2 separate regions of the Zea mays genome follow, and region 1 is linked to region 2. Evidence: chromatin contacts called from public Hi-C data. All regions are on one chromosome and are shown on one strand. Each heading gives the region's core, a stretch centred on a gene start, on an enhancer-like site or on the middle of the called end of the contact. The rest is flanking DNA. Distances are from core to core; before and after follow the strand shown. Region 1 has its middle 8.0 kb from the start of LOC109939313. Region 2 holds the start of LOC100384001.

Evidence for each region. Hi-C and Micro-C count contacts between places; a contact is called where the count stands out from the background.
Region 1: a Hi-C map of leaf shows a contact between it and region 2, with 2.6 times the contacts expected there. The contact joins the enhancer-like site here to the promoter of LOC100384001 in region 2. A contact is called at or near these places in 6 of 25 Hi-C or Micro-C datasets (bundle sheath, ear, leaf and 1 more).

Annotation. Positions count from the first base shown.
Region 1 is chr3:131,691,571-131,698,657 of Zm-B73-REFERENCE-NAM-5.0, forward strand. No RefSeq gene overlaps it. Among protein-coding and RNA genes, the nearest start is that of LOC109939313, 8.0 kb to the right of the region's middle. Within about 2 kb of position 4,096, at least 17 of the 20 cell types and tissues checked have an H3K27ac peak or open chromatin away from gene starts, as enhancers often do. A contact at or near this core is called in bundle sheath, ear, leaf and 1 more, where this site is marked.
Region 2 is chr3:131,559,251-131,566,270 of Zm-B73-REFERENCE-NAM-5.0, forward strand. LOC100384001 reads right to left here and starts at 5,085. Exons shown (of 10, transcript NM_001321714.1): 1 at 4,514-5,085; 2 at 4,339-4,381; 3 at 4,175-4,261; 4 at 4,000-4,065; 5 at 3,822-3,893; 6 at 3,632-3,703; 7 at 3,450-3,521; 8 at 3,195-3,305; 9 at 2,985-3,059; 10 at 1,840-2,872. The coding sequence starts at 4,815. The coding sequence ends at 2,171.

The sequences.
Region 1 (7,087 bases), core at 2,846-5,345, 130 kb after region 2:
TGACCTTCAGTAGTGGCCAACACACTAGCCAGATTGATTTTGTCCTCTTGAGAAAAGAGGACAGGCATGCCTGCTTAGATTGCAAGGTTATACCTGGAGAGAGTGTGTGGTAACCCAACATAAGCTTGTCGTAGCTGACTTCTGTTTTAAGATTCGTTTACAACGGAATAAGCATAACAAGGTCACTAGAACAAAGTGGTGGAAGCTTAAAGGGGATGTGGACCAAACTTTCAAGGAGAGAGTTATTGAGGAGGGCCCTTGGGCAGAAGAGGGAGACACAAACATCATGTGGAGGAAGATGGAGACATGCATCCGAAAGATAGCTTCAGAAGAGTTTGGGTTGAGTCAAGGAAACAGAAGGGAAGTTAAAGACACTTGGTGGTGGAACAAAGATGTCCAAAAGGCTATCAAGGAGAAGAAAGACCGCTACAAACGCTTACATCATGACAAGTGTGCAGACAACATAGAGAAGTACAGGATGGCGAAGAAGTCTGCAAAGCGAGCGGTTAGTAGAGCCCGGGGTCAAGCCTATGACGACCTTTATCAACGGTTGGACACAAAGCAGGGAGAAAAGAATATCTATAGGATGGCCAAGATTCGTGAAAGGAATACAAGGGATGTCAACCAAGTCAAATGCATCAAGGATGAAGCAAACCAACTATTAGTGAAGAATGAAGAGATCAAGAACAGATGGAAGGAGTACTTCAACAAATTGTTCAATGGAGGGAATGAGAGTTCTACAATAGAATTGGACGAACCATTCAATGACAACAACAGGGGTTTTGTACGAAGGATACAAGAATATGAAGTTAAGGAGGCGCTAAAAAGGATGAAGGTAGGAAATGCGATGGGCCCTGATGGTATCCCTATCGAGGTAGGGAGATGCCTTGGAGACATAGCGATAGTATGGCTGACTAAGCTTTTCAACACCATCTTTCGGATAAACAAAATGCCCGACGAGTGGCGGCGGAGTACGTTAGTACCAATCTTCAAGAACAAAGGAGATGTTCAAAGTTGTACTAATTACCGTGGAGTTAAGCTCATGAGCCATACAATTAAGCTATGGGAGAGAGTCATTGAACACCGCCTGCGGGAGAGGACGAGCGTGACCCAAAATCAGTTTGGTTTTCATGCCTGGGAGATCAACTATGGAGGCCATTTTATTACTAAGACAACTTATGGAGAGATTCAGAGAACAAAAGAAAGACCTGCATATGGTCTTCATAGACTTGGAGAAGGCTTATGACAAAGTACCTAGGAGTGTAATGTGGTGGGCCTTGGAAAAACACAAAGTATCAACAAAGTACATTAATCTTATTAAAGATATGTACACTAATGTTGTGACAAGTGTCCGAACAAGTGATGGAGACACCAATGACTTTCCAATTAACATAGGACTACATCAAGGGTCGGCTTTGAGCCCTTATCTTTTCGCTTTGGTGATAGTTGAGGTCATAAGGGACATACAAGGAGATATACCGTGGTGATGCTTTTTGTCGATGATGTGGTACTTATTGAGGAGAGTAGGAGTGGTGTTTCACAAAAGTTGGAATTGTGGAAGCAGACGCTGGAAGCAAAAGGTTTAAGGCTTAGTAGGTCTAAAACAGAGTATATGAAGTGTCATTTCAGTGCCATGGGGTATGAGGATGGCGATGTTAGTCTTGATAGGCAAGTGGTACCCAAGAAAGACACTTTTCGTTACTTAGGATCAATGCTTCAGAAGGAGGGAGACATCGATGAGGATGTCAGTCATAGAATTAAAGCTGGATGGTTGAAGTGGCGGCAAGCTGCGGGTGTCTTATGCAACCCCCGGGTGCCACACAAACTAAAAGGCAAATTCTACAGGACAGCAATCCGACCGGCTATGTTGTATGGAGCAAAATGTTGGCCACTAAAAGACGACATGTCCAACAACTAAGTGTGGCATAGATGCGTATGTTGCGCTGGATATGTGGCCACACAAGGAGAGATCGAGTCCGGAATGATGATATACGAGAGAGAGTAGGAGTGGCGCCAATTGAGGAGAAGCTTATGCAACATCGTTTGAGATGGTTTGGACATATCCAATGAAGACCTGAAGAGGTACCAGTGCATATCGGAATAATTAGGCGTCCCGAGAATGTGAAGAGAGGTAGAGGTCGACCAACCTTGACGTGGACAGAGGCTGCGAAGAGGGACCTGAAGGAGTGTAATATTGATAAAGAGCTCGTCGTGGATAGGAAGAGGTGGAAGTGTGCAATTCACGTGCCAGAACCCTGATTTGTAGTTTCGCTTTTCCTCCTTAATCGTTTGACCTTTTCTTGTGCCCCTTTAGATCTTGATGGTTCCTGTGGGTTTTATCTCTTTTTATGTATTTCCCCGTTTCGTTGTTTTTAGGTTCTTCTTTGCCTTTGTCTCCCCTTTTCTGTTCTTTGGAGATTGAGCTCTGAGGTTTTCATATGAGGTTTCATCTCTAGCCTACCCCAACGTGCTTGAGACAAAAAGGCTTTGTTGTTATTCTTGTTGTTGTTGATCGTAGCAGCAACAGATCTCCCAACTCTGCATGTGTTGGCTGCCCAGATGGCCATCCGCCGGTTTTCCACGACAAACATATTTCTGGCAAGTCTGATGGAACACTATGGCAACTCTTCATCGATATGGCCACCTCGAAGAAAGACGTTATCGGGATCAGTGGCATTTGGAGCGAATGGTCGAAAGGAAAAATTGGTTCACAATAGCTTGAGGACCTCAACCAGGAGCTCTAGAAGGACTACGACTGGGTCAAGTCATAGGCCGACGAACTCTTTAACATTTCACATGGCCACCCAAATGTTAGGATTTATGGGCTAGGCCCAAATTGAGAAATTCAAATAAATCACAGGAAAATCACAAAAGCCCATATAAGTGTATGGCTAGGGAATGGTGGAACCAATAGCACCAAATTGCTAGTTCTAGTGGAGTAGAGCTAGCTTAAATATGGAAGCCACACTCACTCACCAAGTCATGGATGAGAGGAGAGAGTGTGGAAAGCCACACGCGCGCGCGCTCGCCTCGCCTCGCCTCGCCGGGGCGAAGGGCGCGGGTGCACGACATGCGCGTGAATGGTCCGCCAAAATCCGGCCCCTCGCCTTGCGGGGGCGCGGCTTCCTTTTGCCGTTTGAATTTTTTGTTACTTGGCTGTTAAGTTTAGAATCCTAACCGATCGCGAGATTTTCGCGGGCGGATAAGATCGAAGATAACTATCTGGTCGCGGACTCGGTCCTATAAAGGAGCCTGGCAGCCAGCATCCAATTCATCCCAGTTTCGCTTTCGCCTCTCTTCATAGCTGAGCCGCCTTCCAGTTCTCTCCATCTCGACCGCAGACGTGCATCTGTGATCAGGAGAGCAGGTCTGCGGAACCCTTCGTCTTCTAGATCCTGCACCGGGAGAGAGCAAATAAGGTTTTTGGGAAGCGTCCTCACGCGACTGCTCGTGATCTTCTGACCTCGTCGACCCTGCTGATTTCGCTGCTTCGACGTCGTCGACCCTGCTGATTCCAGCTCACGCCGTCCACCAGTATGTCTGATCAGTACGCATTATCTGATTTAACTTTTTACTTCAGTTATTCTGATTTGATCATGATTTATATTCGGAATTTAATCTGAAATTTGTCTAATTATTCAACACCAAATTAATTGCTCGCTGAAGTCGACCTCGCCACATCCTCTAAGGAGCGGAGCACCGCTCTTTGGTAGGAGATGAATTAAATGATACATGAAACGATGACATGACTATCAGAGATCCTACTAAACTCCATGGAGGGAATCACTCCTCGAGTGGCTAAATCTATTTTGGTCGGCAACTATACTGCACTTTATTTCTTCTTATTAGCTATGTGGGTGTGGCAGCTATCTGAACCATGAAAGGCCACACGACATATCTGACAGCGCGAGGGACAAAGACAAGTTCCCACACCACCATGGTGTTAGCGACGCTGTCGGGTAGGGGACCGATCGGATGTCGCTGGTGTCGTGGGGAAGGGGATGAAAAAGCACTAGGAGCAGATAGACACGGTTTTGGATCAGTGTTCTCTTGTTCGATGTGTATGCTGTGGTCAATGTATGCTTTAACTGTGATATTACAGGCCGGCCCAGCAAGGCATTACACAGCCCATTCTGGCCCAAATATGCGCTGCGTTGTGCTGTGCTCCTTCTCCTGAACTTGCCTGCTGTCCTCTAGCTCTGCTATTCTTCGCTGCTTATGTTGCAGCGAGTCCTTGATCATCAGAGCTAACAATCATCTGCCGTCTTATGTGCTTCCAATCCAGATACCTGATACATGGGAACATGGGATATATACCACACACACAATCGTATCACACAGGCCTGAGATCGGCCCAGCACATGAGCACTCAAAAGTGTGATATGGATGGTACGAGAAGCGGTGGCTCACATCCATGAAACTACTGCAGGCTGAATAATTGAGCTTTCGGAAACGGAAAAGATCATGTGGCGAAGCAATTTTCCATGGATGACTCGGACGCTTGAGGCGGCTATGGAATTTCCGTAGAAAGCTGGTTGACAGGAGAGACAGAGAGGGAGGAGAAGGAGAATACTTGGTTATGGTGTGGGTCTGTGATTTATTTAGGACCTGGGAGAAAAAGACGGACTGCGATTGGATCATATGTCCCTCCATTCTTGAAAATATTTATCGTCCGTTAGTTAATTTTTAAATTAAAATATGATAAATAAAAAAATAGAGAGAGTATAAATTTCTTGCCAACACATGTAAAAGACACGTTAATGTAAGTGTTTGTCTCTACCTAAATTAAAAAGAAATGTCATTATTATATCTAGTTTTTTGACCATCAACTCTTGTCTTTGTCTAATTTCAATTTTGAACAATAAACCCGTTTATTTTCTGCGCAAGAGCCATCCAAAAACCACTCAAAACCATCGCAAGGATTAAAATTAAACGGTTTTGATAGCTAAAGTGTCGAAGAACGACTAAAACTGAGGGGACTATAAAACGAATTAATCAAGTACTTTATTTTTTTAATATGTTTATATTAACTTATTGATATATGTATATATTTATACGTATTAAAATATTTATCTACATATTATTGGAATTTTTTGTAGAAGAATAAAATTATCTAAAATAAAACATCGACTCCAAATTGTTTCTAAGAATATAATCTATCTCGTTGATATCTATAACTTTGATTTGGGTTATTTCTCCAACCGACGGAAAAAATGAATAAGAGCTAATTGGACAACTTCATTTTTTCGAGTGATTCCCATTTTTTAAGAGAAAACTAGTCGGTTGCCCGTGCGTTGCGACGGCTCACAACAATACCCACGTAAACTATCCACCAAAAAAGATCTCAAGATTTTTTATTGATTGTCTCTGAACTCCACATAATATTTTTTTTGATTTGACTAACTTGTGTTGTTTGCTCCATCCAATATGTCTTGGTACAACACAACCAATGAAGGGAGCGATTAGAAGAGAGTTCACAACGACTGACTTAACAAATATAGATTACAGAATGATATAATTCCACTATACAAAGACCAAATAAGAGGAAGTTTGTGAGCTCAAGTTTCTAAAATAAGTCATATGAACTCAAACTTATAAAAAAGATAGATCAAAATATGAAGTGGTTGCTAAAGTCAGTTATTAATAAAAATTGGATGCTCTCCATACAAATTATGGTACTTCATAACAATTACTAACGTTTGAAACCAACGAATATCCTTTCCTTGTACTGTTAGCGTGACAAATCATTACTACTCCATCCAATTCAGCAACCTCAAACATCATGGAGTACATTGCGCCAATGTGGTCTCAAAAACGACCTAATGCATGCAAGAGCCAAAAACACAAGGGACGAGCACCTTATGGTAGTGCCCGTATGGATCTCCAAATCCTAACACATATTTTGTAGGATCCATGAGCCATCATAAGAAGAACACAAACCACATACAGACAATAAATAAAGTATTAACACACCCAAATTATATTCAGTCCTTAGCATAACAAAAACTAACACCCAAAACAACAGAGAACAACACAATAATTTTTGCAATGACAGAAGGATGAGTGGCAGGTACATAGAAGTGGTAGAAGCATACCGAGTCGACAACGTGCTAAGGGAAAGACCATGTAGACAGGCAATGTCGAGCCATCGAACGGGTACCATAAGCAGCAAATCAGGGACTCCCATCCCTCGCCTCCCCCACTTCCAAGTTTCATAGAGCAGCAAGGGAAGGGATGCTGCGAGCATACCTGTTCGTTGTCGGAGAAGGACACGATGAAGACTTGGGCATCTAGAGGCACATAGGTAGTATACCGCTAGATACATATAGGGAGAGAGCACGCTAGTGGAGAAAGAAGCCCAGCCAGAGCAGCTACAAACCTAGAGGCACCCGCACCGGGCGTCAATCCGAGAAGGGCGAGGGAATGCGAGTGCCTTTCCAGCACTGGACCCACAGAAGCGACACAACACCACCACCAACTCTGTAACATGTGTCGACTGCTTCCTCGTTACGAGCCTTGGTTGTCCAATATCTCAGACCTGGACTCCTCATCGCCAAGATAACCTAAACGTGGCAGGCTCCACCGTGTCCTCCGCGGCGGCACACACAAAGAAAGGCCAGGAGCAAGACCGACTCGCCCGTACCCATGTCGACGAGCATCGGTCGGCTCGCGGCTGTGACCATGGGCGGGGCAACAGATTGGGAGGAAGAACAGGGCGAAGGCCAGGAAGACGAATGGGACATCCGAGGATGGCGAAAACGATAGTGTGTGCATGCTATGAAACGTCCTCGTGGACGTGCAATAGCCATTGTGCGGGTCGGTGTCGAAGTTGGTGTCGGACGAATACGGGAAGGTGGCGCCTGCTCCCACGTCCTCTACCGAGAATGGGTTGGCGCGGAGGCGAAGGCATGAGGGGAGAGAGAAAAGAAGAAGGATGGCGAACGAGGTGGCGGCAACTAAGGCGATGACCATCATTATCGTGTGGAGGTATAGATGGCCAAATGGATCGTGTATGGCGGGCCGGCCCGAGGCACGACCCATTTAATAGTGCCTGGACCAACTCGGTATGAGTGTCGTGTCGTGCTTG
Region 2 (7,020 bases), core at 3,835-6,334:
CCGCCGACGCCCCCACCCCCGCGTCGGCCCGACCTCCGCCGGCCCCGATCGCTCCGCCCCAACCACTTCATTGCCCGTCCGTCCTACACGCCGCCACTACAAGGTAATGAATTAGTATTTCTGTAGTAATTATTTAGTGGTTAAGTAGTGTTTAGTATTTAGTTAGTATTTACTTTGTTAACTATTTAGTGTTTAGTATTTCAATATTTAGTTAGCACATGTTCTCTTTGGTTAATGCATAGTTAGTTAGCTATTTACTTGTTAGTATATAATTAGCTAGGTATTTATATGTGAGTATATTTAGTCCTTGTATATGTCAGCCATCGCGTTGTTATCTCAGTTGTTGAGTGTGCATGTCAGCCATCGTGTTGTTCGATTCTCTGCATGTTTCAGAAACCTCACCGTATAGGGGAAGTGATGTCGAATTTCTTATTTATTACTTAGTAATATTTAGGTATTAGTAGATGGGTATAGTAATAAGTTAGGCATTAGTTGATAGTGTTAGTCAAATACCATCTTTAATGGTTATTCAGTTATGAATCCGTGTTTGTAATAGATGGACACCCTAGTGACACTATACCATGGAGGAAGCGTGGAGGAAGATGTTTATACGAATGTTAGTTTTGATAGAATGAAGGTGACAATTTGTTTGATGAAAGGCCCTCTTTTGCCCAGATTTTCGCTAGGGCTTGTAAGGAGATTAGTTACAATTTAAATGACCCTGGTATATCGCTTGAGGGTTTGTTGTCCCATGTTGCATCTGGGACAGTTGTCCGACGGTTGATCCTCCATTGGCTCTGAAGATGACTGGGTCAAATATGTCAAAATTGTGAAGACGATTGTTCCTCCATGTTTGGATGTGGTTGTTCGAAAGTTATCATTTGATCATTGCGATGCGCGAGTCGGGTTATCTCCACAAATACCAAATGCTTCTCCTTGTGAAGCACCTTTGTCCGAGCTTCTGGAAGAAGTGGTTGTTGTGCCGGATGCTCAATCGACCACGAACGAGGTTGAGATTTCTCGTCCTGTTCGTGGCGTTTGTGGGGCATCGAATCCGGTGGTACACCCCCAGGAGATCCCATTGACCCAGGATCTAACCCAGGATAATCCTAGTAAGTGTCTTTAACACAAGTATCTCATAAACTGTATAATCGTATTTCAAAAACTATCTAATAAATTGTAGTCATCATATGAACTATATATCCTAGGAGCAACAATCAAAACTAATAATCGAAAAATTACAACCTAATATACAAAACGAATAGGCAAGACATCGTACCTTAGTATACAAAGTATTCCAACTCTAATCTGGTCGTTTTTGAAGAGGATTTGAATGGAGATAAAGTTGAGAAATGAGGAGGGCGCAGCTCTCGGCCAGCGGAACGGCCGATTTATAGGACTTTCTAGCTCAGCGCCAAGATATATGACGTCGAGCTAGGAGACCACGTCGGCGCCACGCCAGCCCTAACCGGCGCTGGCCGCCAACGCCACGTCAGAGCTCGGCGCCATAGCCCATAGCCTATGACGCTGAGTTGTGTTAGCTCGGCGTCATCGTCTATGACGGCGAGCTAAGGGTATAAATCCTGAAATAGGTTTAAATATATATTTTGGTCGAAAAAATGTTAAAAAGAAAAAAATTGGTGCTCACGATGGTAGCACTACGCATGTTTACACAAGCAAGGGTCGTTCTATCATAGATGGGCAGCAAGACGTGCATGGTTGACGAGAGGGTAAATAAATTAAAAGGTTGACGAGACAGGCGATCAAATCAAACAAAACCAAGCACGAACTTCAACATGGTTTAGGCATTTCCATAGACTATCAGCACTAACATGGCTTGCAAAATAATATATATTTCTTTTAAAAGAAGAAAAAAGAAAAACAAGCGCTCCTCAGCCGGAAGAAACCTACTCTACTGCTCTCGGACCTCGGTTCTTTCTTTTGGTAGCTGGCACCACACGTGTAACTTCTCCAGCACAGACAGATCGTGCTGCACAATGGCCATATGAATTCGTTCATGACCATGGTAGACTTCTCTTCCTATCTTGTACTTGCACACACTCCAGCAGCTCCTAACTTCGCCGTTCATGCGCGCGCGCGTACGAGGCCACGAAAAATCCCAATGGAACTTTGCAGCCTCAGAAATCGTACTTGATGACCGATTGCAGGCTTATGGCAGATCCATCTGGAGTTTCGTTGCTCGGGAAGGGGAGTAGAGGCGCACGACGATCGTTATTCCCGTGGCCAGCGCGAATATCAGAGCGAGAATGATCATCAGAGCAGAGCTCCTGGACTCCATGGTCGTCGCGACGCCACCTTCTCCCTGCACTTTGCTGACCAGGTCATTGTGCTCCCTCAGCTCACCGTTAGTGTAATCTTGCTCTGTCTTCATCCCCGTTTCGTTGGGTCTCGGAAAGTCCAGCTCTTTCTTCACTACTGTTGGCTTAACCAACGATGACAGTGCTGGTGAGCTGGCAAGTTCAGGGAGTGCTACCAGATCTTTCTTTTCGTCCTGCTCGAGCTCACCCTTGTCCGCGATTGCTCTTTCACCTTTCTCTGCTTCTGTTTCTGCAAGAGCATCTTCGGTGTCTGTAACAGTATCTTCAGTGTCTGTAACAACATCTTCTGTCTCTGCAACAGTATCATCTTCTTCAGTGTCTGCAACAGCACCTCCAGTTTCTGTAACAGTATCAGTAACCATGTCATCTAAGAGTTGGTCTTGATGCATCATCAGCTGTGCCGTCGGCGTGTTCTCCATCGATTCAGCCTCTTGGGCACCACCACCACACTCATCATTATGCTTGCTGAGGATGATACCTGGACCGTTGACGCCGAGCTTGCTTCCATCAGAGGCCTCCATATCTTTATTATCCTAAAAAAACCACACAAGCACAAAAAATAAGGATGCATGACATGGCATTGATGACCAAAATTTTGACCAGGCATTGCAGCAGGTTCCAAAATTTTGACCGAGAAACAAATACTTTTGGGGCTATCTCTTTCTCCAAGTCCTTCTTGCTTGAGTCCTCTTCCTCCACCTTCTCCACGCTTCCACTGACCTGTTGTAGCAAAAAAAATTACAAGGACATGCAAAGATAAGAATGCAGCAGTGAGGCTCCAGACTTCCAGAGAATGCCCATGCAACTATGCAAGCACTACAGCACACAGGTTTCAGCTTTCAGAGTGTTACATACCAAACAAACTTTGATCATTTCCTGCATGATGGCTTTGACAGGGTCCCTGCTCGAATTCTGATCGATTCTTTCAACGTGATCAATTTTCTCAACATGTTCATTGTCCTCACACTAAAACCCAAAAGAATGAAAATAAATTAATATAAGGCACTTGCAACAACCACTGCGCACTGATCTCGGCATGCTTAGCAAACAAGAAGGCTATGACAATAGGGTTTCAACGTTCACAGTTATGCTTTGCAAACAAGAACTAACCATATCATGCGCACTGATCTCAACATGGTTGCTGCTTGACTTCTGGTCAACTTCTTCGACATGTTCTTTGTCCTGAAACTCAAATTCAGAAGAAATAATGAACAGAAGGCTATGACAATCACAGCATAAATAGCATAAGACGTTTCAGTTTTCCCAATGTTGCATAGCAAACAAATGCTAACCAGATCGTGTTTGTGAACCTCGACAGGATTGCTGCCTGAATTCTCATCGTTTTTCTCTTCATGCTTGCTCTCCTAAAACCCAATTAAGTCACTTAAATAATCCCAATTAAGCCATTAAATAATCGCAGTGCATGCAAAATAGCATAAATGTTTCAGTTTTCCCAAAGTTGCATAGCAAACAAACACTAACCTGATCGTGCATTTGGACCTCGGCAGGATTGATACCTGAATTCTCATCAATTTTCCCGTCATGCTTGCTCTCCTGAAACCATACCCCCAAATGAAGCCATTTAAATAATCACAGCGCATGTAAAATACAATATTGATTCGAGGGAAGTTCATTGAAACGTTCGCACACAGAAACACACCGATTGATCTGCAGTGATTTCACCATCCTTGTGAATCTGATGGCTTTCCTCTGACGCGTTGCCATCCTGACACCATTATTCAGAAGATTTTAAAGAGAGGTCACTACAATGACAAAACATGTAGTATATGACAATACCCCAATAAACAAAGTTATCAACAATTATGCATACTAACCAATCTACCGGATCCAATATCTGTGTTGCCCACGCTCAAGATCTCATTAGACTGACTAAGCTTCTGCACCAATGAGCCACCCTGAACCTACAAATTCGAACCAATTTTTTTTGCATGTAAAAAGATTCACTTTCCATCAATGAATGCGACAGATGACTCCTCACCTTCCCATCCTCGACAATTCCGCCATCCAAACCCTCTACTTTCCTGCAAAGAATTGACCCCAAACAAGCCGTTCTTTTCAGCTCCAACGCCCAGGAAACAATACAGCCCATCTTATATTCATTCTTATAAAAGTTAACGAATTTCAAAGCGGCTCTGAACAGATGCGAGATGTACGCTGGCAGCCGGCGATCAGGCTGGTCCACGGAGCCACCCTTGTTGCCGTGGCGTGAGCGGCGCCACGCGAGGACGGCGGCCCCGACGACGGCCGCTCCGCCGATGAGCAGCAGCGCCCCGACACCGTGCGGCGCCCGCGCGCGCACGCGGAACTTCATGCCGCCGCCGCCGCCGGCGCCAGCGCCCTTCCTCTCGGCGGCAGCTCCGGCTGCCTTCTCCTCCTCCCGATGCTGCTGCTGCCCCCGCGGTTCTTGGGCGGCGCCAAGTGCGTGGCCTCCGACAGCCCAGCCGCCACCTTCCATGACAAGGGCGTGCGGCGGCGAATTAAAGATCACGCGGCTTGGATGACAATCCTTCGCCTCGTCCTAGTTATGTGGTTCGGGGTTGGTGCGCGCCGGTCCAGTTTCTCCTACGTGTGTTCTTGCGCGCGTTCTAGAGGAGAGAGAGGAGGAGGTGTCCAGGTTTTAGGGTGCGTGGGTGGGAGAAGGGCCGGTCGGGTCGCATGGCCACTCGTCGATGCATCGCAGCTCGCAGAGTCAGCCGCTCGGACCCAGAACTCTCGGATCCTCAACGAACTGGGAGGGAGGGAAAGTGTCGTTGGACTGCCGAAATCAAGGCTAACCTGCCTGCGTGTGCTCTTAATTGCTCCATGGACCGCGGTAAAGTTTTTGTTATCCGTAGTTTTGTGGACATAAATTGTGATCAAAGCTGTGTTTTTTTTAATCAAACTTTCGAGGAAAACCTCTCAGAGGGTCACGAGCTGGCACACGTGTTTCTGACCGCCGGCATAAAGGAGAGGTGAAGACAAGACTGTGCCGTCTGCGTCGTGACACGTGATACGGAGATGTACGACGCATCATGAGACCCTTCCAAAATGCCAAAATGAAAATCCTGATAGCAACATAGAGACAACACCTCGATCCTATTTAGCATGATTTAACTTTTGTAGCCAAAACTTTTTTGAGTTGTCGTTCATAAAAACTACTTTTTAACTAGCATATTAGGTCCCAGTTTTTAGATTTGGTTTCCAAAAATTGGTTTCTAACTGGATGGAGGCTAGTTTCTAACTTTTTAAGACAATGACCATCCTACACCTCCTCTATTTAAAAAGTTTTTGACATGGTTCCCACCATTTCCCTTGACTTGTCGCCAATTGTGGACATCTCATTAATCCATTTTTGAATTCTTTTATTTCAAATGTTAATATAAATTCTAAGTGCGAATCATAGTTCATGCAAATTCAAAATAAATTCTAATTTATCAAGTCACTCATTCTACTCTCCTTCGGCCATCAAAGCAATACATATGAAATCGCAGAAGATATTCATGTCACCGTCATTTCCAATATGAACATTCATGTCACCGGCATGTAGCTCTCATCTTCATCACACTTATCATAAAGTCCCCATCACTCATTGCACTATCTCTATAAAAGTATGAAGGGCCATGTAAGCTAGGATGATATTACTTTGCTTTTCTAACGAATAACTTGGTATGCCTAACAAAATCCACCATTTCATCTTCTAAACTCCAAAAGACCTTTCAATAACATTGAGAAGTGATTAATGATGGTAGTTGAGTAGTTCTTCTTGCCTCTCGATCTTGAGCATTGATACTTCGCCCCCTTATATGGTGCAAAGTATCCTTCGTGGTTGGGGTACCCTGAGTCAACAACATCAAACTTACCTGCAGCATATTAATATGCAATGAGCACATACGAACCATATAGTGATATTTTAAGAATAAACACTTGTCATATGAATTTACCTTTCGGTGGATGAGGAAACTTGTCACCATATTTGTCTAAAGCATCACCGAATACCCTCATGTCCATCCCACAACCACAAATGTAAATCTTATATCAAAGTCACATATTGCCACATATTCTGACTTGAGTAACCATGACGACCCACATATTAGAGAACATTTGCTGCTGGAACTTTAATAGGTATATGTGTCTCATATATTGCTCTAATACAGTTATCAAAGTGTGGTGAGAAATGTGTTTGCTGCAATCTAGGATGCACTAACCTGTACTCTAGATCTTTTACTTTGATTATGTCAGCAGAGAGTTCGTACACACATTTCAAAACTTCCTCAAACTCTACTTATTGACTTAGTGGACCTTCTAAATATATTCCCTGTGTGCCTTATAGATTGTGGGGCACCAATAATTCATTAGAACATTGCTAAAGATTCTATGTAGTTCATTCTTTTTTACGTTGGGCCATAAGAACTCACCAGTAGATCATGCAGCTTGAAAAACATCTTTACTCATCCTGTACATGTCATAGCAATCATTTGGGTTGTTAAGTGTTCTAATAACCTGATCATAACCATCATCTTCATCTCAATCTAGTCTAGTCCTTTTACTATTACTTATGAATGTAGCTTCATAGTACGTTTCGTAGATGGATGATGTGGATCCATCGCACTTCAAAGTGTTCCGTGTGATTTGAATTATTTCATCCTCCACATCACTTGGAGACAAGTTGTCTAGTGAATCC